3 separate regions of the Mus musculus genome follow, and all the other regions are linked to region 3. The links are chromatin contacts, called in public Hi-C and HiChIP or PLAC-seq maps. All regions are on one chromosome and are shown on one strand. Each heading gives the region's core, a stretch centred on a gene start, on an enhancer-like site or on the middle of the called end of the contact. The rest is flanking DNA. Distances are from core to core; before and after follow the strand shown.

Region 1 (2,703 bases), core at 171-2,670, 460 kb before region 3:
GGGGTAAGGGGAGGCCTCAGCAGGCCCATGCTAAGGCATCCATTCCCCCTGAGGAACCAGTCACACGCCAGTATAGTATAGAATAAGAGTTTATTCAGGGCATTGGGAGGGGAGTTAAGAGGGTAGTAGAGTCAGAGAAAGGCAGAGAGCATGTGGAGAGAGAAGGGGGAAGGGGGGGGGGGGGAGGAAGGGAGCAAGAGCCCAAAAGAGCAAGAAAGGAACAAGAGATGGGGGAAGAGACACAGCAAGCAGTCCCCTTTATAGTGTGGGTCAGGCCTACCTGGCTGTTGCCAGGTAACTATGGGGGTGGAGTTTAGACAGAATGCTAACAGTCTAGGGAGCTCTCTGTAGGACAGAACCCTGGAAGTACAGTTGCTGGGCAAGACTGAAGGAGACAATCGCTGCACACAGGGTGAGAAGCAAACCTTCAAGGGAGTTTCCCAGCTTGGCTGATTAATTTTGATGCCATGTGCCATGAGATGAGTCAACTGACCTTCCTTTACCTCAACCATCTTGTGAAAGTGAGGAATAACTTCCCAGGTGTTTCCCAGAGGTTCATGTATTTAAAGCTTTGGCACCAGTATGACCTCACTGGGATGTGCACTGAACCTTTTGACAGGTAAAAAGGGGTTGAGGGTCCCTCACTTTTCATTTACTGTTTAGCCATGAGGTCCCGGAGCCTACCCTGCTGCACTCTCTCAGGATGCTGTGCTGCACAGGACAGAAGCAACACACAAGAGGGTCAACTGAGCATCCAGTGCAGCCTCCAAAACGATAAGCTAAAAGAACCACCCTTGCCTTTTGTAAATTAATTATCTCAGCAATTTTGTTATAGAGACAGAAAAAAAATGCCATTTTCTGTCCCTATAAAGATGGAGCTTTACAAAAACTGTAATCTATTGAGGTATAGTCTTGGTTAGCCTTGGGTATAAACTTGACACAGCACAGAAAAGTCTAAGTGAGAGTGAGGTCTTGAGTGAATATATATATATATATAATATACATATATATATTATATATATATAAGCCATCCCATCATCCTTAGGCAGTTAGAGCTGGGGTGTGAGAACACTGCAGAGGGGCTGAAAACATGCTCAGCTGTTGACAACCATCTCTCTTTTTTTTTTTTCTTTATTTACATTTCTTTCTTTTTTTTTTCCTTTTCCATCTCTTGTTCTTTCACAGCACCCTAGCTCAGTTCCTAATATTCCCAACAAGTGTAACTTTAGCTCCAGGGGCTGGGATACCTTTTTCTGGTCTCCATAGGCATACCCCACAGAAAGATACATGCACACACACACACGCACTAAAAATAAACAATCTTAAAAAAAATGAAAACAAAACTGAAACTCTGAGCATGAGCCTGTGAACAAGGCAGAGAGAGGGTGAGGCAGTCAGTAACGCTCCCCTCCCCCATGGCTCCTGTCCCTCAGTGATGAGCTGTCATCCGATGTAGCTGAAACTCTTTCTTCCCCAAGTTGTTTTCAGTCAGAGTGGTTTATCACAGCAGTAAATGAAATGAGAACAGGTGGAGTTGATGTACAATAAAATGTAGTATAATATTTTCAGGCCAATGAATTTTAAAACTTCATAGTCTCATGTAACTATCACCCAAAATAATATAGTCACAACATTTTCCAGTCCTAGAAATCTTCCTCATGTACATTTCCAGTTCATTTTTGCCACTAAACTGATGATGGAGTGAGTGTGATCCTGAGGAACTGAGTGTGAATACATAGCACCTTGTAGAAAACTGTGTGGTAGGCCATGTCTGTAACCCAGCAACCCAGCACTGAGGAGAGGACTAAGCGCACTGGCCAGCCAGTCTACCAAGACTGCTGAGCTTCACGGTCCAAGGGAGACTTTGTTTCAGAAGATAAGGTGGAAAGACATTGAAGAAAACTTGGATGTTGACCCCTGGTTTTCACATGCTGAAGCACACATATGCATGTTTCTGGTGCTACTCTTATGACCAGGCTTAGCAATGCTTGTATGTGTGCTATATACTGAGTAATGATATCCTCCTTTTAGACCTCAATCATGTGATAACCCTTCAGTCTCCAAGCCTGGACTTTGTCCCCATTAGAGCTGTTAGACTGGATTTTCACACTTGGAGAACAGGGTCTTCATCCCTATTCAACAGGAAGATTCAGAAAATGTAGGATTAAGGGACTGCAAAGTGGGTGTGGTGGTTCACACATATAATTCTAGTAGCTGGGAAGCTGGGGCAGGGGGAATCACTGCATGTCTGAGGCAAGCCTGGACTACATAGTGAGTAGTAAGTCAACCTGGGTTATAGAGTTTGACCATGTCTAAAAAATAAGAACAAACCTTCAAAGGGATGATCTAAGTCTCAAAAAGAAAAATTGAGTCTGAGCAGAAAGATGGGAAGAAGTTAAGAGGAGCCCCTCACATCTGCTGCTGGAAGAGCTCTTTAGCAAGATTATAAACTGTGTTTACAGTCAAAATAGGTTTTGGATTGTGACCTAAGCATAACAAAGCTCCCTTTGACTATGTTTTTATCTAAAGGCCTGGGAACCTGTGCCATACATTCTGTAAACCACTTTCAAGTCTTGCAGCCAATAGCAGGAATAAGTGAACATTTCTACCCCATCTTTTACATCTTTGAATAGTGTAAGTAGATGTGACTTCAAAAGCTACCAAATTCACATAAAGAGCAACTAAGACATGGAGTTGCTGCTC
Region 2 (2,700 bases), core at 13-2,512, 440 kb before region 3:
CCGGAAAGACCTACGACGGCCTAGTGCTACAGGACTGCGATCTTAGCAAATCTGGGAGGCAGAGGCAGGAGGGTTCCAAGTTCAAGGCCTGCTGAGGCTGAGATTTCAAGGCTATCCTGGGCAACTTCTGGAGATCCTGCTAAAAAAATAGAAGCAAGCAAACTGGGGACACACAACTCAGTGGCGGGACTTGCCTAGGATGTACAAGGTTTAGGTTTAGTCTCTAAGACTGAACTCCTGCTCCCTCCCAAAGTAAAAAGGCCTCTTCAATGCCTGTCCTGTGTGAAAGGTGACTGGACTCACTGGCCTTTTAACATATACCAGTAAAACTATGCGCTCCCAAGTTGCGGAGTAATCGGGATGAACCCTAGCCCCACCCTGCTAAGGGGCAAAAACCATGTAGTTATTGGAATTTTTTTTTTTTCAGTCATTAAAACAGAAACTCAGGAAGGAGATCATTAGAAGGCTCTGAAAAGGCCAAACTACTGTGAGAGGACCGGAAGCTGAACCTTCAAAGTCCTGGTAACTCCTCCCTGTTCTAGTGAAGAGTGAACTTTAATGGAAAGTAACTCTTGCAGAAGTGTCAAAGACGTCCCAAAAGTTCAAAACCATCCCACATTGCTGAAAGGAGGCCAAGTGTGCGCATAAAACCCAAAGCCCTGCTGGGGAGGGTTAACTTTCAGAAACTTGTCTAACTTTAAAGGTGTCCCTCGCAAAGTTGGAAGGAAACTACCTGTGGGCTACTTCACTGTGGGATGGAAAGAGGGCGTCGCTCCGGGGCGCCGGGGGCCACCCTGACACCTGGGGGCCTTGGGTGGGGCACAGCCTGCTGGTCCCGCCGCCCTAAGGGGTCTGTGGGGGGCTGCGTCCCGCGCTGAGCGTAAAGGGGTGCAAGGGGCCCTGGAGTGCCGGGGCCCGCCCGCCCGGCCTCCGCGACCCTCCGGACCCCGCCCGCTGCAACTTACCCCGAGCAGGCACACTTTAAGTTCCCTCAGCGCCATGGCCCGGGAACCAGGGGTGCGGGCCCGCCGCCGCCCTAAGTTGAGGAGGGAGAGGCCCGGCCCAGCACCAGCATCCCCCGGCGCCGCCGCCTCACCGCCAAGTCCCGGCCGAGCACTCCGGGCGGCCGTGCGTCCGCCGCCGCCCTCCGGTCCGGCCGACCCCGTCACTTGTCCGGCGGAGTCACCTCAACAGCCGGGACACCGCCTTGGCCTCCCGGGCGCTACCGCCGCCGCCATCTTGGGACGCCAGCTGGGTCACCTGACCTCCCCGCCCACTTCGGCAGCCACCTTCTCCGCGAGGGCGGGGCGGCCGGCTCGCAGCTCACAGGCGGGTGGGCGGAGCACCAATGGGCGGAGCCTCAGCGTCGCCCCACCCTCCAGCTCCGCCTCAGCCCCATCTTCTCTAAGGAGTGGGCGGGGCGGGATGGGGCGTAATCTTGAAGCTACCACGCCTCTAGCTCCACCTTCCACCCGTCCCAAGATGGCGGCGGGTGAGTGAGGCCAGGCTGGTGGGCGGAGCGCGAGGGATGGGCGTGGCCTCTGGGCTCGCCCCCGCCTCCAGCCCCGCCCTCTGGCACATCCTAAGATGGCGGGTGAGTGGGGTCTAGGCTCAGGGGTCTCCGACGGCTCCCCTTCCCCTCCCCGAGAGCCCCCCTCACCCCACCTCCGCACGAGCCCGGGACTCGCCGCCCGCGCAGCCCCGTGTAGCTCCTTGTGTGTCTTTTGATTTTTTTTCAGAGATCCCTCTGTACTTTGTGGACTTGCAGGATGACTTAGAGGACTGTAAGTAACAGTTGGGGCGCCCCGCCCCTCCTTGGGTCCCTCCCAGAGGACTGTGGGGTGCACTTAGACGGGACAGGAGCCTCAGGTCGAGCCTATCTCGAGCCCGCTTCTTCTCAGGTGCCCTTCCCTCCTGGGCTAGGACTTGGGTCTGTTGGAAACTTTGTCTTCCTGTCACTTTCTCCTCTGGCTGCGCTAGGAGCTGTGAGAGGGAAAGCCAATCCCAACCTGGGAGGAACCTCCTTGGGTTCCTAGTTAGGGCTTGGGAGTGACGCCCTACTTGTGGGCCTGGCCAGCTCCATGTCTTCATGGAGCCCACTGCTTTCCATGTTTTGAGTGGGTCTCTTCCACTTGACCCTTCTCAGCCTCCACTTCTTCTCTGGAATTATTTTAAGAGACAGTAGCTGAGAGAGATGCCACCTTCGAAGTGCAAGTTCCAATTTGTGGCTAATGGACAAACGAAGCTTTGGCTTGTCTATCCAATATAGTTTTTCAGCGCCTACCTCTACTTGCTCGGGCCATTTGTTGGGCTTATGAATTTACAAAGATGAACTAGATCTCCCTCACAAGCCAGAGGGGAGCAGGAAAAAAAAAAAAAAAAAACCCAGGGAGGCTTGCTGGTGGTTGAGGTCAAATCACCTCAGATGACACAAATCACCACAGTCAACTGGGGCTTCCTGAGTCCCAGCCCTAGGAGTTACTTCTGTCCCCTTCCCTTCCCTACCTGAAACTCCCTGACAGGAGTTGATGTTGACTGAGAATGTTTGGTAGACCATTGCAGTGTTGAGCACATTTGATCCCTGAGTGTGTGTGTGTGTGAGTGTGTGTGTGTCAACTCTATTAGTGTAGCATGACACTTGGAGAGAAAAGAAAAGTGAGTGGTGAAGAGGCCTGGCCCTTGAGTCAGCCCTCAGGTGCA
Region 3 (2,758 bases), core at 27-2,526:
AATAGCAAAATTATGGTTACAAAGTGTTGATGAAAATCATTTCTATGGTGGGGATCACAACGACGTGCAGAGTTAGGATGGTTGAGAGTCACTGACCTAGGAGGCTCTGACTCCTTCCAGGCAGGTCAGCTAATGTAAGGAAGGGAAGGGAAGGGAAGGGAAGGGAAGGGAAGGGAAGGGAAGGGAAGGGAAGGGAAGGGAAGGGAAGAGGAAAATGCTGAAGAAAGGAGTGAGGAGGGCATGTCCTGAAGCCCTGCTAAGTCTGGAGCCACCTTGGTTAGGGACCAAGCAAGACCCCCTGGGCAAGAGGCGGTTGGTGAGCATGCGCCACCTAGTGGTCAGTTTTCAAATGGCGCCTCTAGGGAACCTGGGCAGTGTCCCTCAATGGGGCCAGCTGAGAGTTCATTTAAAAGCGACTTTATTTATTTTGGGTGGCAACAGGCAGTGCGGTTTCTGTTTTCCTTGGCTGGCTCTGCAGGCACTGTTTTTCCTCCCTGGAAGTCATAAAAAAATCACTTGGAAATGTTAATATTTTCCCATGCACAGGCCCATCCTAAGCTGTGTAGACCTGGCCTGGTCTTGGTCCCTTGGTGACCCTTTCAGGTTCTGTAAGGTGAAGCTGACTGGGGACCTGCCACCTCCTGCTTGCTTGGCAGACATCCTCCAGGCACATCACCTCCTTCTAGTCTCCAACGACTGCTGCTGTCTTGCCCTGTGCACCAGTGACCTGCACACCAGACAGGTACAGAGGTCCCAAGATCATGGCCTCTGCACTCACCCCACCTCCACCCTGTAGCCGGGACCCAGATTCTGGGATTATTGTGAGCTGAGTGGTGGACACAAGGCCATCTCTGTGAGCCCCGATCCCCTCTTACGTAATATGGAACAGAGAAGTGTCTGAGCTGTTCACGGGTCACTGAGAATTTATGAAAGTGAGAAAAGGGGCTCTTTTTCTAGAAGGTATGTGAGTAGATGGTACTACACCTGCCTGTGGGCATGTGGGGGAGGCACAGTAGGTGCCTTTTCCTAGATCTATCTTCCTCCTCACAGGGCTTTCACAGAGTTCTCTTCAGATAGAGCTCTCCCGGTGGGAGACCAGTCTCCACCCCAGAGGCCAAGACTCCTCTCTTCTCTGTCACACAGTCATCCAACTCCAGCTTGCTCACCCACCCCGATTTCAATTTCGATTTCGACACCCTTTCTTTCCGAGAACCACACCAAAGTTTCATTTTCTCTTTCTTTGAAAAGCTGGAGGGCGGGGAGGGGATGGAGCCAGATGGGTATTTGTTTCCGGGATGGTAACAGCTGGTGCCTGCAGGTCCAAGCAGCCATTCTTGCCTGTGGATTCAGAGCCCCAGGCCTGACCACAGTGCCAGAAACTGCCACCCCCTGCCCTAAAGGAGCCCCAAGGCTGCTGTGAGCATGGCAGAAGCTCCTGTTGACTTGAGCACAGGAGGTAAGCTAAACCTCTTCCTTCACCTCGCGTGGGTCCCAGCTGATGTTTCTAAGGCTCCTAGCTCTTTCCTTGGCCCAGACAGCAACAGGATTCTGAGGTCACCACAGGGAAGTCAGCTTGCTTCAAGGATCCTGTGCCCCAGATCCTTCATGTCACCTTACCTCATTGATGAGGTCACCAAGGCCTGTGACAGCCCTCGGGCTCCGAACTGTCATTTCAAGAGAGGACTTTGCTTTGATAAGGAGATGTGACTTTGATTTTACATTCAAGCTCTTCTCCTGCCCTATTTGAACCCTTGCTGAGACTACATACCCTGTCTAGGGGCTTCTGGGCTATGGGAGGCTGCGGGGTGCAGGGCTGTGTGAGGCTGCCATGCTGTGGGCAGGATTTAGTTCACTGCTTTTCTTCTTCATCTTTTGAAAAGCACTTCATTTTTGTTTTTTGTTTGTTTGCTTTTGTTTGGTTTGGTTTTTTCGAGACAGGGTTTTTCTGTGTAGCCCTGGCTGTCTTGGAACTCACTCTGTAGACTAGACTGGCCTCGAACTCAGAAATCCGCCTGCCTCTGCCTTCCAAGAGCTGGGATTAAAGGCGTGCGCCACCACGCCCAGCTGAAAATCATTTCTTATTTCAACATACTAGAAGTGGTTGCTCAAAAGCTATCAGGGAGGAGCCAAGCAAAGACCAGAACTAAGGTCACCTGGTTCCCATGGTTTCCTTTCACTGCTAACCTTTCCAGCCTGTCACCTGCAGCCTTCTGCTTTCCAAAGTCCCACTTTCAGACCCTGCAACCAGTCCTTCAAGTTCACCCTTTGGAGAAGGCTTGGCCTGCCTTGTGTGTCCCTAGGGGCCAGTGGGAGAAAGGAATGAAGGAGAGGCCACTACAGGGCACACTCCCCAGCAAAGGTTTTACAAGGCAAGGCAAAGCCAAGTCAGGAATAGATGCTCAGTGCTATAATCCTTCCCCCAACACCCTCCTCCTCCTCCACCCCCACCCCCAGCCCCACCCTGGGGTGGGGCTGTGGCTGAAGCAGGAGGATTGCTATGAGTTCCAGGCTAGCCTGAGCTAGACTTTGTCACAAGAGGAAAGAAAGAAAGGTAGAGGCAGACTCATGGATAAGCAGACAGACGTGCTGGAAGGGACATGAGGTGGAACTTGGGGATCCTCAGGGTTAGACACGGAGGAGGAGGCTGGGTAGCTAGCAGGGGTGGAGGGCTCTGGGAGGAAGCCTTCTGGAGTTGGCAGGCAGGCATCTGGAAGATGACATTGAGGCTGGGTTAAAGAGCTGAGCTGGGTTTTCAGGA

What was found. Hi-C and Micro-C count contacts between places; a contact is called where the count stands out from the background. HiChIP or PLAC-seq counts read pairs in DNA pulled down with a chosen protein or histone mark.
Region 1: a contact with region 3 is called in a Hi-C map of B cells, with 10 read pairs. The contact joins the enhancer-like site here to the promoter of Zbp1 in region 3. A contact is called at or near these places in 3 of 484 Hi-C or Micro-C datasets (B cells, memory CD8 T cells and natural killer cells) and 2 of 115 datasets of contacts at active chromatin or transcription factors (bone marrow-derived dendritic cells and memory CD8 T cells).
Region 2: a contact with region 3 is called in a FOXA1 HiChIP or PLAC-seq map of pancreatic cancer cells. The contact joins the promoter of Rab22a here to the promoter of Zbp1 in region 3. A contact is called at or near these places in 3 of 39 promoter capture datasets (the 3T3-L1 cell line, liver and pre-B cells), 5 of 484 Hi-C or Micro-C datasets (CD4 T cells, embryonic stem cells, memory CD8 T cells and 1 more) and 4 of 115 datasets of contacts at active chromatin or transcription factors (bone marrow-derived dendritic cells, effector CD8 T cells, memory CD8 T cells and 1 more).

The regions. Positions count from the first base shown.
Region 1 is chr2:173,678,093-173,680,795 of GRCm38.p6, reverse strand. The region is part of intron 2 of Rab22a (RAB22A, member RAS oncogene family); the gene reads right to left. Among named protein-coding and RNA genes, the nearest start is that of Rab22a, 20 kb to the right of the region's middle. Within about 2 kb of position 1,420, at least 61 of the 459 cell types and tissues checked have an H3K27ac peak or open chromatin away from gene starts, as enhancers often do. A contact at or near this core is called in B cells and memory CD8 T cells, where this site is marked.
Region 2 is chr2:173,658,407-173,661,106 of GRCm38.p6, reverse strand. Rab22a (RAB22A, member RAS oncogene family) reads right to left here and starts at 1,262. Exons shown (of 7, transcript NM_024436.3): 1 at 966-1,262. The coding sequence starts at 1,001. It also overlaps the pseudogene Ppp4r1l-ps.
Region 3 is chr2:173,217,440-173,220,197 of GRCm38.p6, reverse strand. It overlaps Zbp1 (Z-DNA binding protein 1), which reads left to right and starts at 1,276. Exons shown (of 8, transcript NM_021394.2): 1 at 1,276-1,456. The coding sequence starts at 1,423.